Regions from separate parts of the Ovis aries genome. Here region 2 is linked to region 1. The links are chromatin contacts, called in public Hi-C maps. All regions are on one chromosome and are shown on one strand. Each heading gives the region's core, a stretch centred on a gene start, on an enhancer-like site or on the middle of the called end of the contact. The rest is flanking DNA. Distances are from core to core; before and after follow the strand shown.

The links. Hi-C and Micro-C count contacts between places; a contact is called where the count stands out from the background.
Region 2: a contact with region 1 is called in a Hi-C map of muscle, with 5 times the contacts expected there. The contact joins two enhancer-like sites. A contact is called at or near these places in 8 of 16 Hi-C or Micro-C datasets (blood, hypothalamus, liver and 4 more).

The regions. Positions count from the first base shown.
Region 1 is chr3:133,445,831-133,452,517 of ARS-UI_Ramb_v3.0, forward strand. No RefSeq gene overlaps it. Among named protein-coding and RNA genes, the nearest start is that of EIF4B, 25 kb to the left of the region's middle. Within about 2 kb of position 3,136, at least 8 of the 54 cell types and tissues checked have an H3K27ac peak or open chromatin away from gene starts, as enhancers often do.
Region 2 is chr3:134,242,899-134,249,793 of ARS-UI_Ramb_v3.0, forward strand. SMIM41 (small integral membrane protein 41) reads right to left here. Exons shown (of 3, transcript XM_060414056.1): 3 at 6,222-6,895. Among named protein-coding and RNA genes, the nearest start is that of SMIM41, 21 kb to the right of the region's middle. Within about 2 kb of position 3,998, at least 7 of the 54 cell types and tissues checked have an H3K27ac peak or open chromatin away from gene starts, as enhancers often do.

The DNA.
Region 1 (6,687 bases), core at 1,886-4,385:
GGAAGCCTTTGGTCTATAGCGGATGGAGTTAAAGTCATGGCAACGGGTGAGATTACTCAAGGGAATAATACACAGGGATAAATGCAGAGGCATACCAATGTATATAGAGCAGATTAAAGGGATGAGTTGAGAAAAGAGGCTGAGGAGCTATACATCTGGAGGAGAACCTGGAGTGAGGTTCAAGGAAATGAGGGAAAGAGAGCGTTCCGAAAAGGAGTGTTTATGTTCGGCAGCTGAAAGCTAAGAGGTCAAGGAATAGAAGGAGTGTCAAGCATCCACTGATTTTGACAATGTGGAATTTCTTGGAACCTTGGCTGGTGCAGCCCTCATGGGAGCCCTGGCCAGCCTGGAGTGGGACGAGGAGTGAGTGGGGGCAAGGGAGGGGAGAGCCTGTGGAAAGGAGCGGAGAACTCAAAAAGGGGATGTGGTCCGGGGGCCTGTCTTAAGATGCGTGCCACTAGGACACGTTTGAGAGTGAGAAAGAAATCTGACGGAGGAGGGAGAGGAAGGCCAGTTGATGCTGTTTAAGAAGGGATGGAGTCCAGACCGTGGCTCATGCTCTTTCCTAAACATGCAGTGCCCTATCTTAGCACCGCCTTGGACGGATCCTTCAAGGACCAGCTCAAATGTCAGCGCTTTTGGGACATCTGCAAGACAAAGTTTTGTCTCCATGCACTCATAGTATATATATAGCTGGATTATAGCTTTTGTCATATATTATTGAAAACAGAGCGTCTGTGCCCCGGCACTGTGCCTGGCACATATATAACAGGCCTTAATAAATTACTTTGAATGGACAGCCAGATGGATGAATGGGTGAAGTGTCAGCACCCTATACCATGTGGTGAAGGAAGGGCGATGAGGGGGTTGGCACTGTTTTTTTTTTTTTCCTGCAGGAGTGGAGTCCTGACAGTTCCCAGACCCCCTCATATTATCTCTCAAGGAGCTTAAAGGATCCACCCAATGTGGACGAAGAAACAGAAATGCAGGCAATGCCCGGCTCCTACCAGTCTATCCACACAGCAAGCCTGGAGGTCAGAGGTGAGGGGGGCCAGGCTGGGGTGGGGGTCAGGAGAGGTGCCTGAATTCCTTTCTCAGAGCACTTAGCGGGGATCCTCAGGTATTTTCTAATTAAGATGAAAAGCAGCAGCAAGGGGCCTCTGGAATGTAAATGTCAGATAAGATCAGTACCCCTCCCCTCCAGGAAGCTCCCATTTTCTTTCTTCTAGGATGAATAACACATTCTTTCCCAGGAACTAGTTTCTGCCCCCTTTAGTCCCTGCAGTTTATCCTCTTTCCTGGGGAGAGTGAATCTTTGTTTCCCAAGTGCTTTCCTTGCCCCCAACTTCAGGCCTTGCCTCCAACTTTGGGTCTCTTTGCATCTCTATGGCTTCCTCGCCTTATTTGGGGCCTGTGCCTCTGAGTCTGGAGGGGAACATCTCACGTTCAGCATCATATGAACATCTCCTGGGTTTGGCCTGGGGATAACTGACCCCTGCTGTGGGCTTTTCTACCCTCTGTCTTCTTGGGGAGTAGAGCAGATGGCATCATAGAGCCAAAACACATTCATTCAAAGAAGCAATTCCAGCCAACATACGGGAGCAGGCACCCCAGAACTAAACGGACAATCTCAGCCAGAGGTCTTAATGAGAGGGCACCAGTTATCCGGTGCCAGAGCTGTGGGGAAGGCTTCAGGGAGGAGGTGTCCTTAGTGCTGAGCCTTGATGGACGTGTGGACCAGGAAAGAGAAGAGTAGCGGGGACAGAGAAGCGTCAGGAGGGAGCTGAGGAAGCATTGCGAGGGAACAAAGAGTTTGAAGAGGAGACAGGCAGGCTAAGTAGGGAGACAAACACAGGGTCGTAGGAGAGATGGAATGCAAGGATAAGGAGGTCGGATTGTATGCTTTCAACAATGGGACGTCACTGAAGGTATCTGTTAGGGGAGGGAGTGATGATAGGGGACAGGTGTGGATTTACAGATTAGAGAAGTAAGGGTCCCAGAGTAGAGAGGTAAGGGTCCCATGCACTCTTATCTCCCCCACTCCTCAGCCTCTGCTGTTGCTGTTGTCCCAGCAGACCCGGGAGTGTTTGGTCCAGGAGGACCAGGAGGCGTGGGGCTGAGACACGTGCCCCCATCTCTCGACCCAGGGATTCTCCAGACCTTGGGTCTACACTGTGCGAATGCTTCTGTCCACAGTGGAGCTTCCCTGCCTCCCGGGTGGCACAGGACAGGGTGAACTATTCTGGACCACAGGGCCTGGCATCTTACAGGGAAGGGTTTAGTTCCTTGGTACCACCTGACTTCTGCATAGCACACTGCGACCTCAGTCCACCGGGAGGGAGGCGGAAAAGTGGGGATGGGGAATGGAGAAATGGAGGGCAGAAATTCAAGAGCAAGGTGGTGGATGGTTTGGGGCTAGCTTACAGGGTTCAGGGGTATATCCCAGAGGCTCAGTCTAATCACAGAGGCTCCCCAGAATATCTCCTTTCTCTCTTGTGACCCCAGACCCATGCCTTGTTGACTTCTGGGGGTCAACTGCAATACACATGCTTTGCTCCTCTGGGAGTTACAAGTGAAGTGAAAGTAGCTCACTCGTGTCCACCTGCTCTTTGCGAGGCCATGGACTATACAGTCCATGGAATTCTCTAGGCCAGGATACTGCACTGAGTAGCCCTTCTCTTCTCCATGGGATCTTCCCAACCCAGGGATCGAACCCAGGCCTCCAGCATTGCAGGCGGATTCTTTACCAGCTGAGCCACAAGGGAAGACCATTCATAGCGAGTTACAAAGACCAGGTCTAATTTCTCTTCTCCTGAGTGACAGGCCCTCAGATCATAGAAAGCAGAAGGGAACTCAGAGGACACTGAAGACTAACCTACATTTTGTCAGTGAGGAAAATGACCCAGAGGGGAAAGAGCCACATTAGAGTTGCCTAGTGAGTCAGCCTGGCCCAACCCACGTCTCCTGACACCGCCCTGGGCGCTTTTCTTACCTCCCAAGCTTTCTTTTCTCCACCCCAAACTCTCCTCTCCCTGGAGATCTTACTTTGATCTTCACTTTTAATTGTGTGTGTGTGTGCACATCCTATCTCTCCTTGAGTTCACCCTGTAACTTATACAGTTTTGCCCGCAGGGGCCTGGCAGTACAGGATGGTCCAGGAAGACTTCACTGGGTGAAGGAACACTTCGAGTAGTCCTTACCCTCTGAGTTCCTTCAGTTTCAGTTCGTTTTGTCCCCAGCCGGAGCTCCTCCAAGGTGGGTTCACTTAAAGGATGAAGCAACCCAGGTGAGGAGATTGCATTGCTCAAGGTCGGACTGCTGAAAGGGTGAGGCCACGGCTGCTGGGCAGCAGGTATGCCCCCGGGCCGCCTCGTAGTTGTTGAAGTATGAAAACATTGCACTTGTGTCTCAGTTGGGAAATAGTCACCGCCTGAGCGGTCCCTGTCCCACCCCCTACTCTGTCTTGTCTTCCTGCGGTCCCTGCCCATCATCAGCTCTAAGGTGTTCAGGCTTGGAATCTGTTCGCTCTAAATTTAAGCCTGGGCTGATACAACAAGTCCACAACCACTGAACCCAACCCTGAGGTCCAGATGACTCCTGGAATTCAGAATCTTTTAGATTTTAGAAAGGAAACGGAGTGCATATAATGTTTAAAGAAAATCACAGTGGGGGTTGAGATGGCCCCTGGAATCATGAAATCAGATACTTTACTATTTCATCAGGGAGATGTAGGAACATTCCTCCCAGGTGAGATATATAAAACCTAGACACAGCCTCACGTCAGGGTTTCAGGTAAGTAAATTACAAAAAAACTTCTAGGGACTTCCTGGCAGTTCAGTGGTTAAGACTTCACACTTCCGCTGCAGGGAGTGTGGGTTTGATCCTAGGTCAAGGAACTAAGATCCCACATGCCACGCAGCCAAGCAAAACAAAACAGAATTCTGGTCTTCAGAGGTTTCTGGAATTTGAAACTGTTGGTTAAGGGCTTGAACATTATGATACTGCCTTTTAAGGATGATTTTTCATTACTTGGTAGGAGCTTGAACGAGCCAAAGAAGTTGCTAGGAAAGGCTAAGGAGATGTGATAGAGGCCTGGGAGGGGGTGGCAAACGAGAGATAGCTCCAGGGGACCCCAAGAAGACTTTGCTTTGACCAGGGCTGTCACAGTCCAGCCACCCTTAGCCCTGCCAATGGAGGGATCTGAGAGCTCTGAGAAGCAGAGAGATCTGAGAGCTCTGAGAAGCAGAGAGATCTGAGAGCCCTGAGAAGCTGGGGCTGGTGCCAGACAGGCCCAAGGAAGCTCTAAGGTGGACAGCAGGCCTTGGCTGTCCCTTGCTCAGACCCTGGCTGAGCAGAGCCATGTTCAGCAGGCAGGATGTCACCTCCTTAGTTAGGTCTGAGATTTTGAGGCAGCTGAGGAGCTGGCATCCTAGATAGCAGCTGCAGGGACAAGACCTTTTTGTCTGTGCTTTTGGCTCAGCTCAGCCCTAAGGTATGCTCCTGTCAGCCTCAGGTTATCTCCCTAGAGATGGGCTGACTGCCTGACACCTGGCATTCGCCTACCCATGCTCTCTTGCCATTGCCATAGCCAAGAGCAGATGCAGGTTCTCTGGGACGCTAGGGACAAGTGTTTATTGAATGCCTGTTATGAGGACACCTTCCCTGATGGCTTAGATGGTAAGGGATCTGCCTGCAGTGGGGGAGACCTGGGCTCGAGCCCTGGGGTGGGGAGAGTGCCATGGACAGAGGAGCCGGGGGGCACTGTGTGCAGGTGTTAGTGTCGCTGCCATGGTTGACCTTGGGGACGGTGTTCTCAGTATTCTCTCATCTGGATTGCACACTGCTCCCAGTGCCTGTCTCGTTTACTGCCCTGCCATTCCCTGGCTTTGAATTCAGCTCATGACCTTTCTCATATCCTCGTCTCATACTTTGTTGACTGAATTTTTATTTGAGCACTCTGTTGTTTTGAATCAGTTAGGGCTAAGGTCTCTACCAGGAGTTCAGGCTATCTGAAAAATAGGAACCTGCCCTTCCTTTCTTGAACACGTGTGGAATGCAGGATCGACCCCAGGGGAGCCCTTCAAAGGAGAGGTGGAAAATGGTGCCTGGGGCCAATAAACATTTGCTCTGCGCATTCCTAAAAGACAGCAAGATTTATAGTTTTAGCACGTCCCATTAAAAGGCTATTTACCTGACTGGGGGAGGCTGTATAATTTCTGTACCTGGAAATTAAAAAATACGGTAACTATATTACATGAGCTAAGTATTCAACCCACATACTTTAATATTCATTCGATAGCTTTTGTAATACACAGGATTTTCTTCTGGCTAGAATGGCTTACGTTGGGGCCTGTTGGAAAGTCTGAGGTTTCCTAACAGTGTGCAGCTGTGAAGTGGGGCCACAGACTGAGGAAGTTTAACCATTCTCCCAATGGGTTCTATTTCTTTGCACAAAGAGGGTTTACAGAGGGAGAAAGATGATTTTTTTTTTTTGGCCATGCCACAAGGCTCCGTGAGGTCTTAGTTCCCTGACTAGGGATTCAACCCAGCCCTGGGCAGTGAGAGCACAGAGTCTTAACCACTGGACTGCCAAGAAATTCCCAAAAGATGACTGTGGACAACTTCAAAAATCTCCTTACTTGACCCCTGGGTCGGGAAGATCCCCTGGAGAAGGGAATGGCAAGCCACTCCAGTATTCTTGCCTGGAGAATTCCATGGACAGAAGAGCCTGGTGGGCTACAGTCCATGGGGTCTCACGGAGTTGGAGACGACTGAGGGACTAACACTTTCACTCTCCTTATTAATCCTTCCCTCAAGTGTTCTGCTTACAGCGTCCCATCTTGATAGGTTATTCACTCATTTATTTGTTCATTCATTCACTCATTCATTCAAGCGAGAATGAGGGGGACTCTCCTGCTGATTCAGTGGCTAAGATTCTGAGCTCCCAGAGCAGGGAGCTGAGTTCCATCCCTGGTCTGGGAACCAGATCTCACATGTTGCAAATAAGACCGAGTGCAGTCAAATAAATTAATTTAAAAAAAACTAATGAGAGTTGAGCTTTAAGCCAACTTTTTCACTCTCCTCTTTCACTTTCATCAAGAGGCTTTTTAGTTCCTCTTCACTTTCTGCCGTAAGGGTGGTGTCATCTGCATATCTGAGGTTATTGATATTTCTCCTGGCAATCTTGATTCCAGCTTGTGCTTCTTCCAGTCCAGCGCTTCTCATGATGTACTCTGCATAGAAGTTAAATAAGCAGGGTAACAATATACAGCCTGGACATACTCCTTTACCTATTTGGAACCAGTCTGTTGTTCCATGTCCAATTCTAACTGTTGCTTCCTGACCTGTATATAGCTTTCTCAAGTGGCAGGTCAGGTGGTCTGTATTCCCATCTCTTTCAGGATTTTTCAGTTTATTATGATCCACACAGTCAAAGGCTTTGGCATAGTCAATAAAACAGAAATAGATGTTTTTCTGGAACTCTCTTGCTTTTTCCATGATCCAGTGGATGTTGGCAATTTGATCTCTGGTTCCTCTGCCTTTTCTAAAACCAGCTTGAACATCTGGAAGTTCACGGTTCATGTATTGCTGAAGCCTGGCTTGGAGAATTTTGAGCATTACTTTGCTAGCGTGTGAGATGAGTGCAATTGTGTGGTAGTTTAAACATTCTTTGGCATTGCCTTTCTT
Region 2 (6,895 bases), core at 2,748-5,247, 800 kb after region 1:
CATTCCTAGGTGCTGCTGCAGGAGCTTCAAGGCCTGCCCTTCCCCTCCTCTCCCTGCTCCCTGACCCTTCCCACCCTCACCAAGGGAGCTTCTTCTCCTGCACCCCTCGGACCTCCCCAGCCCTTCTCACAACCGCAGGACGGCAAAGGCCCCAGCAACGGTTAATCTGCTTTTCACTTAGAAACACGACCCCCAGGCAGGGCCACACAGTCCAGCCGTCAGCCAGGGTCCCCTCTGCAGCCTTCTGTGCACCTCCCCGACCCAGGAGCCCAATCTCTCACCAGGAAGCCCAGCCTATGCTTGGACTGCTCAACCAGCCACCTCCACCTTGGTCCCAGCCTGGTCTTCTCTGAAGCCACATGGTAGACAGCAGCTCCATTCTCCATGAGATGGGAGCAGGTGGAGACAGAATGAGCTAACTAATCACCCGCCTGGCACTTGGGGTGCAGAGGTGAGAAGCAAGCTGGGGTCCCTGCCCTCAGGGGCTATGACAAGTTCCTGCAATACCAATTGAAAAGGAAAAGAACAGCGAGTTTCATCGAGCATTTACGATGTGTCAGACATGTTCCAGTGTCTGAACACACTTTATGTGTAATAAAATCCTTTTGTTATCCCCAACGTCCTCAAAACTGGGCTCTGTCATCTTCACCTATGCATTGGCCCAGAGTCCTGCAGACCCTATGGTCAATCAGAGTTCACGCAGAGAAGAGCAAGCTGCGGGAGTTAGCAACTCACTGCCTGTTTTAAGCGTCGGCTAGTGTTTCGTTCCCCAGTTGAAAGGGTTTCTCTCTTGCAAAGGGTTTCTCTGATTTCTGGCTTCTGTCATCTCCGCCAAACGGATCGCTCAGGTGGGAAGGGGTACTGTCCTGTGGCGCCATCTAGGGGCAGAAATATGCACTTCAGCAGTTTAAGCACACACCCCGCCCCACCCCGCCCCCACCCCAGCTTCCTCCCTCCTCGCCCCCCACCTCCACCCCCGCCGCCTTGTAGGGATTCAGAAGGACTGCCTGTTAGAATGTCAAGCATCAAGCATGAACCACCTCCCACCACGCAGGTGTCACTCAGTACTGCAGTATGACTGCACACCCGCTTCATCTAGTTACCAGCCAGAACACGTCTCCATGTAGAACTGTATCCCTAAAAGTTGCTGCTGCTTCTTTATGTGAACACAGGTGACTTCAAGAGTTTTGAAATCTGATGCTCGGCCAGACAGCTTCATACAGTCCCTGAACACTGTTAAATTGTCCCTGCACCTGGAGTTTGGTAGGCTTGAAACAGACCTTGTTGGGGGAGGCATGTAAGGGTGTATCACTCACAATATTGGCAACATTCTTTTCCTTAGGATGGTCATTCTGACGTGGCTGTTCAATTTATTCTCTGTTAAACTTTGTATATAATTTTTATAGATATGAAATATTTTCTTTAAAATATATTACTTCTTTTTGACAAACTTCACAATGTTTGAGACCTACTTTGTCAGCACTCAGGTGTACCCACAAGGAACCACCAAGAGCCTGAATACAGCCCCACAGGGAAATCTCGGTTTGAGGCCACACACCAGCCACACAGAGAATAGAACTAAGCCCCAAGGTCAAGAAGCTGCAGGCAGTTCTGTCCTGAGAACTCTGGGCTTTGAGTCACCAAAGTTTAATGTGAAAATCTACAATGGATATTTTACACATTTGGAAAATAGCAAGAGGGCTTCTTGGTGGCTCAATAGTAAAGAATCCGCCTGCAATGCAGGAGACACAGGTTTGATCCCTGAGTCGGGAAAAGTCCCCTGGAGGATGAAATGGCAACCCACTCCAGTATTCTTGCCTGGAAAATCCCATTGTCAGAGGAGCCTGGAAGGATACAGTGCATGGGGTCACAAAAGAGCCCAACTGACTTTAAGACTAAACAATAACAAAAGCACCTACTATGTGCTCAGCACTGTGTGGGGCGCTGGGAATCCAAAAGTGAGTTAGACGTGGCTCCTTCCAGCAGAGAGGTGACTCTATGGGAAATGAGTCCTGACAACAAACAACAGGACAAGAAGGAGAGTGGGAGATGTCATAAGAGGGAAGGAAGGAGACAAAGGGATCACTGCTATCTCAGACAAGCTGGGAAAGCGGCCAGGAGGCAGAGGCACAGAGCTGGGCCTTTAAGAGCGCTAGAGGTTGACAGCTAGAAGGAAGAGACTCATCCCAGGAGGAGGGAACAGAGTCAGGAAAAGCACAGAGGCTTGGGGAACAGCAAGAAAGGGATGAATTTTTACAAAGGAATCCTGGGGGCTCAGTGGTAAAGAAACCTCCTGTCAATGCAGGAGACGCAAGTTCAATCCCTGAGTCGGAAAGATCCCCTGGAGGAGGAAATGGCAACCCACTCCAGTATTCTTGCCTGGGAAATCCCATGGACAGAGGAGCCTGGCAGTCCATAGGGGCTGAAAAAGAGTCGGTCATGACTAAGAGAATAAACAGAAAGGAATTCTGGATTCTCAGGCTGGACAAGTAGCTTGGTCCACCATGGTGGCAGGCCTGGAGCGGGTTTAGATTTGACTCAGGAGGAGCCATGGCAGGTGTTTGAGCAGGAGATTGCCCCATCAAAGTGGTCGCTGTGTGCTAGGTGCTAGGAGCAGAGAGAGCACTGAGGCTGGCCAGTGAGCCGGCTGCATAGGCCTGTGCTGGGAGGGGTGAGGAGCGGGAGAAAGGAGTGACCCCTTGAGTTTGTCTCTGCTGTGAGTCTGTCCAGTGAGTCATGTGGCCAACCCTCCCCCTGCCAAAGGAGGTGGGAGTTAATCAGTCCAGGGTGGTGTGTACAGAGCGCCCACTGGGCCCTGAGGGGCCACAAGAGACCCAGGACAAGAAGCCCAACCTCCACCCATAGAAGCTTGTATCTCCACACGCCGGCAGCGGCTCCATGGAAAGCTACCTCCACGAGGTGGAGGTTTTAGGAGCCTACTTCTCCCACCAGAAGAACACCCCCACACATCTCCTGTCTAAGGACTGGTCTCACCCTAAGAGATGCATTGCTCAGGTCCAAACTTTAGTCCTTGTAGCGGATTGAATGGTGGCCCCCAAAAGGTATGCCCACATCCCAGAATCTGTGAATCTGACCATATTTAGCTAAAGTGTCTTTGCACATACAATTAAGTTAAAGATCATAAAGTTGAGATCATCCTGGATTATCTAGGTGGGCCCTAACTCTAACGACAAGTGTCCTGATTCGCTACAGAGGAGGAGGCGTGGGCGCATAGAAAAGGAGATGGTAATGTGAAGGCAGAAGCAGAGATCGAAGTGATGAAGCCAGAAGCCATCCTGATTACGACACCGACGCACAGAGAAGTGATTCACTCGGGGTCACACAGCTGCTGCGTGATGCGGCCGAGATGAGTGCCCGTGCCCACAATCGCTGCAGGCGCCGCCGAGGGCTCCCTGCTCTGCTTCCTGCTTTCTGAGGCCTGGTAGCCACCCCTTTTCTGCCCCAGCTGCTGGGAAACTGGAGTCAACACTGACTCTCAGGTACAGCGATAAGACTACCCTTCGCAATCACCAGTTTTATTTTCTTCCCAATTAAGGGGCCCTAGGTGGGCTGCCATCTATGGGGTCGCACAGAGTCGGACACGACTGAAGCGACTTAGCAGCAGGCAGCAGCTTTCTGTTTCATCACTAATGATAACCCACTTCTTTCTAGAGAGAAGGTGGGAGGCAACAAGTACTAAAGACGGAACAGTAAGACCAACACAGAGAACTACAATGCTGGGCCCACAGGAAAGCGAGATTGTCCAAGGCTAACTGAGTGGCCGCAGATGCTGTGATTACGCCTCGGGGCAGCCAGGGCGGAAGGGGAAGTCTGATGTGTTACAATCTGCAGGAAGCAGGCTCTTTTCTCAGTGGGAACAGTTTTCCTTTATAATGAACTCTAGTGAAAGTTGCTCACACGGTCCTGGGTATTGGGAACACTGAGTGATGTGGTCCGCTATGTCCTGAAAAACTGTTTTTGCAGAAAAGGAAAGTATTTTATGCAACTGTTGGTCAGTGTCAAGGACACCGCACTCAGCCACACTCAGGGAGGGAGCATCCTCCAGGGGAGGGACCAGCGTGTTTCAGGAACAGACTGGCCAGAACTCGGAGACTCAGGCCTGGATGGACAACAGGGACCTTCAAAGCCACGCCCTAAACATCCTCCACCAGCTTCGGTTTGTGAAAAATCATGTTCCCTGAGAGCAGGGTCTAGTGTTTTTGTATCTACAGTGCTGCTCCTGGCTCAATGCCCTCAACAGCCGAGTTGGTTGGGAAGGTGGGCAGAAGGATGGTTGGGGCCAGGCCCTGCGTCCCCCATGCCCACTACAGTAGACACTTTCTTTGCTCTGCCCTCATGCCTGCTCTCCTCTTCTGCAGAAGCAGTGGAGCCCTGATCTGTCGTTGGGCACATGGGTGCCCTTGTGCTTCCCAGCACCCCAGGCTCCCAGCTATTGCCACGTGCCTGAGCACAGCCAGCAGGAGGTGAGTGGAGGTTGTGAGTCCGGCCTCCACGTTGGGGGATACCCTCTCTCCACCACTTCCCCTTCCACTGGCTGGAAGCCAGATTTGGAAGTCAGTGTGGATGGTGGAAGTCAGCATGGATGGTGGAAGTCAGCATGGATGGTGCTCACCGGCAGCTGTGGAGCAACAGGAAAAGCCTGAGACTCGGCTCTGTGTAGCTGCCCCACCAGTCCTGGAATGTTCCTGCCAGACGATATAGGACAGAAAATCATGTTTCATCTGTTTAAGTCACTGTTATTTTGAGTCTCTGATGCATGGAGAATGGATAACCCGACTAATACCCCAGCGAACTCAGGGGAAAAGCCATTGCCTTTTGTCCCTGGACACCGGGTTCAACCAAGCGGTCTCCCCCGAGGCCAGTTCCCACGCAGAAGGATGGCTGTTCCCACCGCAGCTTTTCACACATCACAGCCACTTGACATATGGGGTCCGCAAGGGACCACACACTTGACAGATGGGGAAACTGAGGCTCGGAGACGTGGCCAAATCTGCACAAGGGCTCAAGGCAGCAGAGGTGGAGCCAGTCTCAAATCCAGGTCTGCCTGCTCCCCCTACAAAACTGAGAATTACTCACCACTGACCCCAGCGCAGACAAGCCGTTCTCTGGGTGGGAGAGACCCCGTCTGCAGGAGATGTCTTGATACGTCTGCCAGGAGTCCGAGCCCAGAGGCCCCAAGTCGGAGTGACGGGCTGTGCCAGTCAGTCTGCAGGGCTCACAAAGTGCGGGTGAACTTTGTGATTCTATCAAGGCCTGGTTCCCCAACAGCGCACCAAGTATGGGACACGGGGGCTTCCCCACAGAAGAAGGGCACTTATGAGGGCAGTGACCCCAGGCTGCAGGCAGCTGCCACAACATTTCCAACATCTTCCACGTCAGTAGCATAAACATCTTCTGGTTTATTGTGTTCAGAGAATCTATGGGTCAGGGGGTTGGGACAGGGTGTGTGGCGAGGTGGAGGCTGGGGTTTGGATGGATGTCTGGGGCTGGAGCCATCATCACTCCAGCTTCTTTCTTCATGTGTCTGGACCAGATGATTCAAAAGCTGAACTGGGCTGGCCCCCTCAACTGGAGGATCTTCTCGAGCCTCTTCAGGTGGCTGCTTACAGATGACAGCTGGGTCCCAAGAGGAAGCATCCAGAGAGGAACGTCAGAAAAGCAGTGTTCCCAGAGATCCAGCTAGTGCTGCCTGGCCTTTATGACCTAACTTTAAAGATCACAAGGGCTCAGGCGGTAAAGAATCCGCCTCCAATGCAGGAGACCCAGGTTTGATTCCTGGGTCAGGAAGATCCCCTGGAGAAGGGAGTGGCTGCCCACTCCAGTATTCTTGCCTGGAGAAGTCCATGGACAGAGGAGCAGGCAGGCTACATGGGGCTACAAAGAGTCAGACACAACTGAGCGGCTAACACTTTACAGGTCACATGGTATTGTGTCCACCGCGCCAACTGGTGCAGTGGTCTCAAGCCCATCCAGTTTTAAGGAGGGAACGAATGTAAATCCCATTTCAAAAGGAAGAGTGTCAAAGAATTGGAGGCCATATTTTTAGGGGCCAAGTCCCATAATACCTGAGGGTATCTCTTCAGTTGACTTCTCTCTCTGATTCCAGAGTGTTTGAATGTCAAAAACCAACTCCTCTTCCAATAGCAGATGCCCAAATTCCCCTGAAGAGCTTTAGTCTTTGATCTTTTTTTTAAAAGAGATTTTTTTGACAGGGACCATTCTTAATGTTTTTATTGAATTTGTTACAATATTGTTTCTGTTTTATGTTTTGGATTTTTTGGCCATGAGGCATGTAGAATCTTAGTTCCCCGAATGGGGATCAAACCCACACCCCCTACATTGGAAGGCAAAATCCCAACCAGTGAGCAGCCAGAGAAGTTCTAGGTCTTTAATCTTGAAGAGACTTTATTCTAAAACAAGCCCCCCGGGCCCCAGCTGCCCTTCAGACTGTGCTGTAGGCCTGACCCTTCTTACACCTCAGTGTCAACCGGTGAGCCCACCAGACCTTTCCAGAGAGCAACAGTGGCTGAGAAGCAGAGGGTATGCCTGGACCACTGGTTTTCACTAAAACTCCATCCTGACTGAATACCCGGAAAGAGGAAGGGGAGTAAAGAAGCAGGGCATCTGAGGTCCAGGGGTAAACTTGGCAAGGTCACCATTTGGTTGTCCTCTCTCAAGCTTCTGCCTCACCTACACCTGTATCCACTGCCCCTCATCCCCCTTACTTCAGAGAAACAGGACTCCTGTCCAACCTTGTCCCTCTGAGGGTCCCCCACCTCCTCTCCTCCAATCTACTGTGTCCCTCTCTCTCTCAGACCCAAAGGTCTCTGTTAGGAACAGATTCAGCATTCTGTATTCCATTCAAACCAGCTTC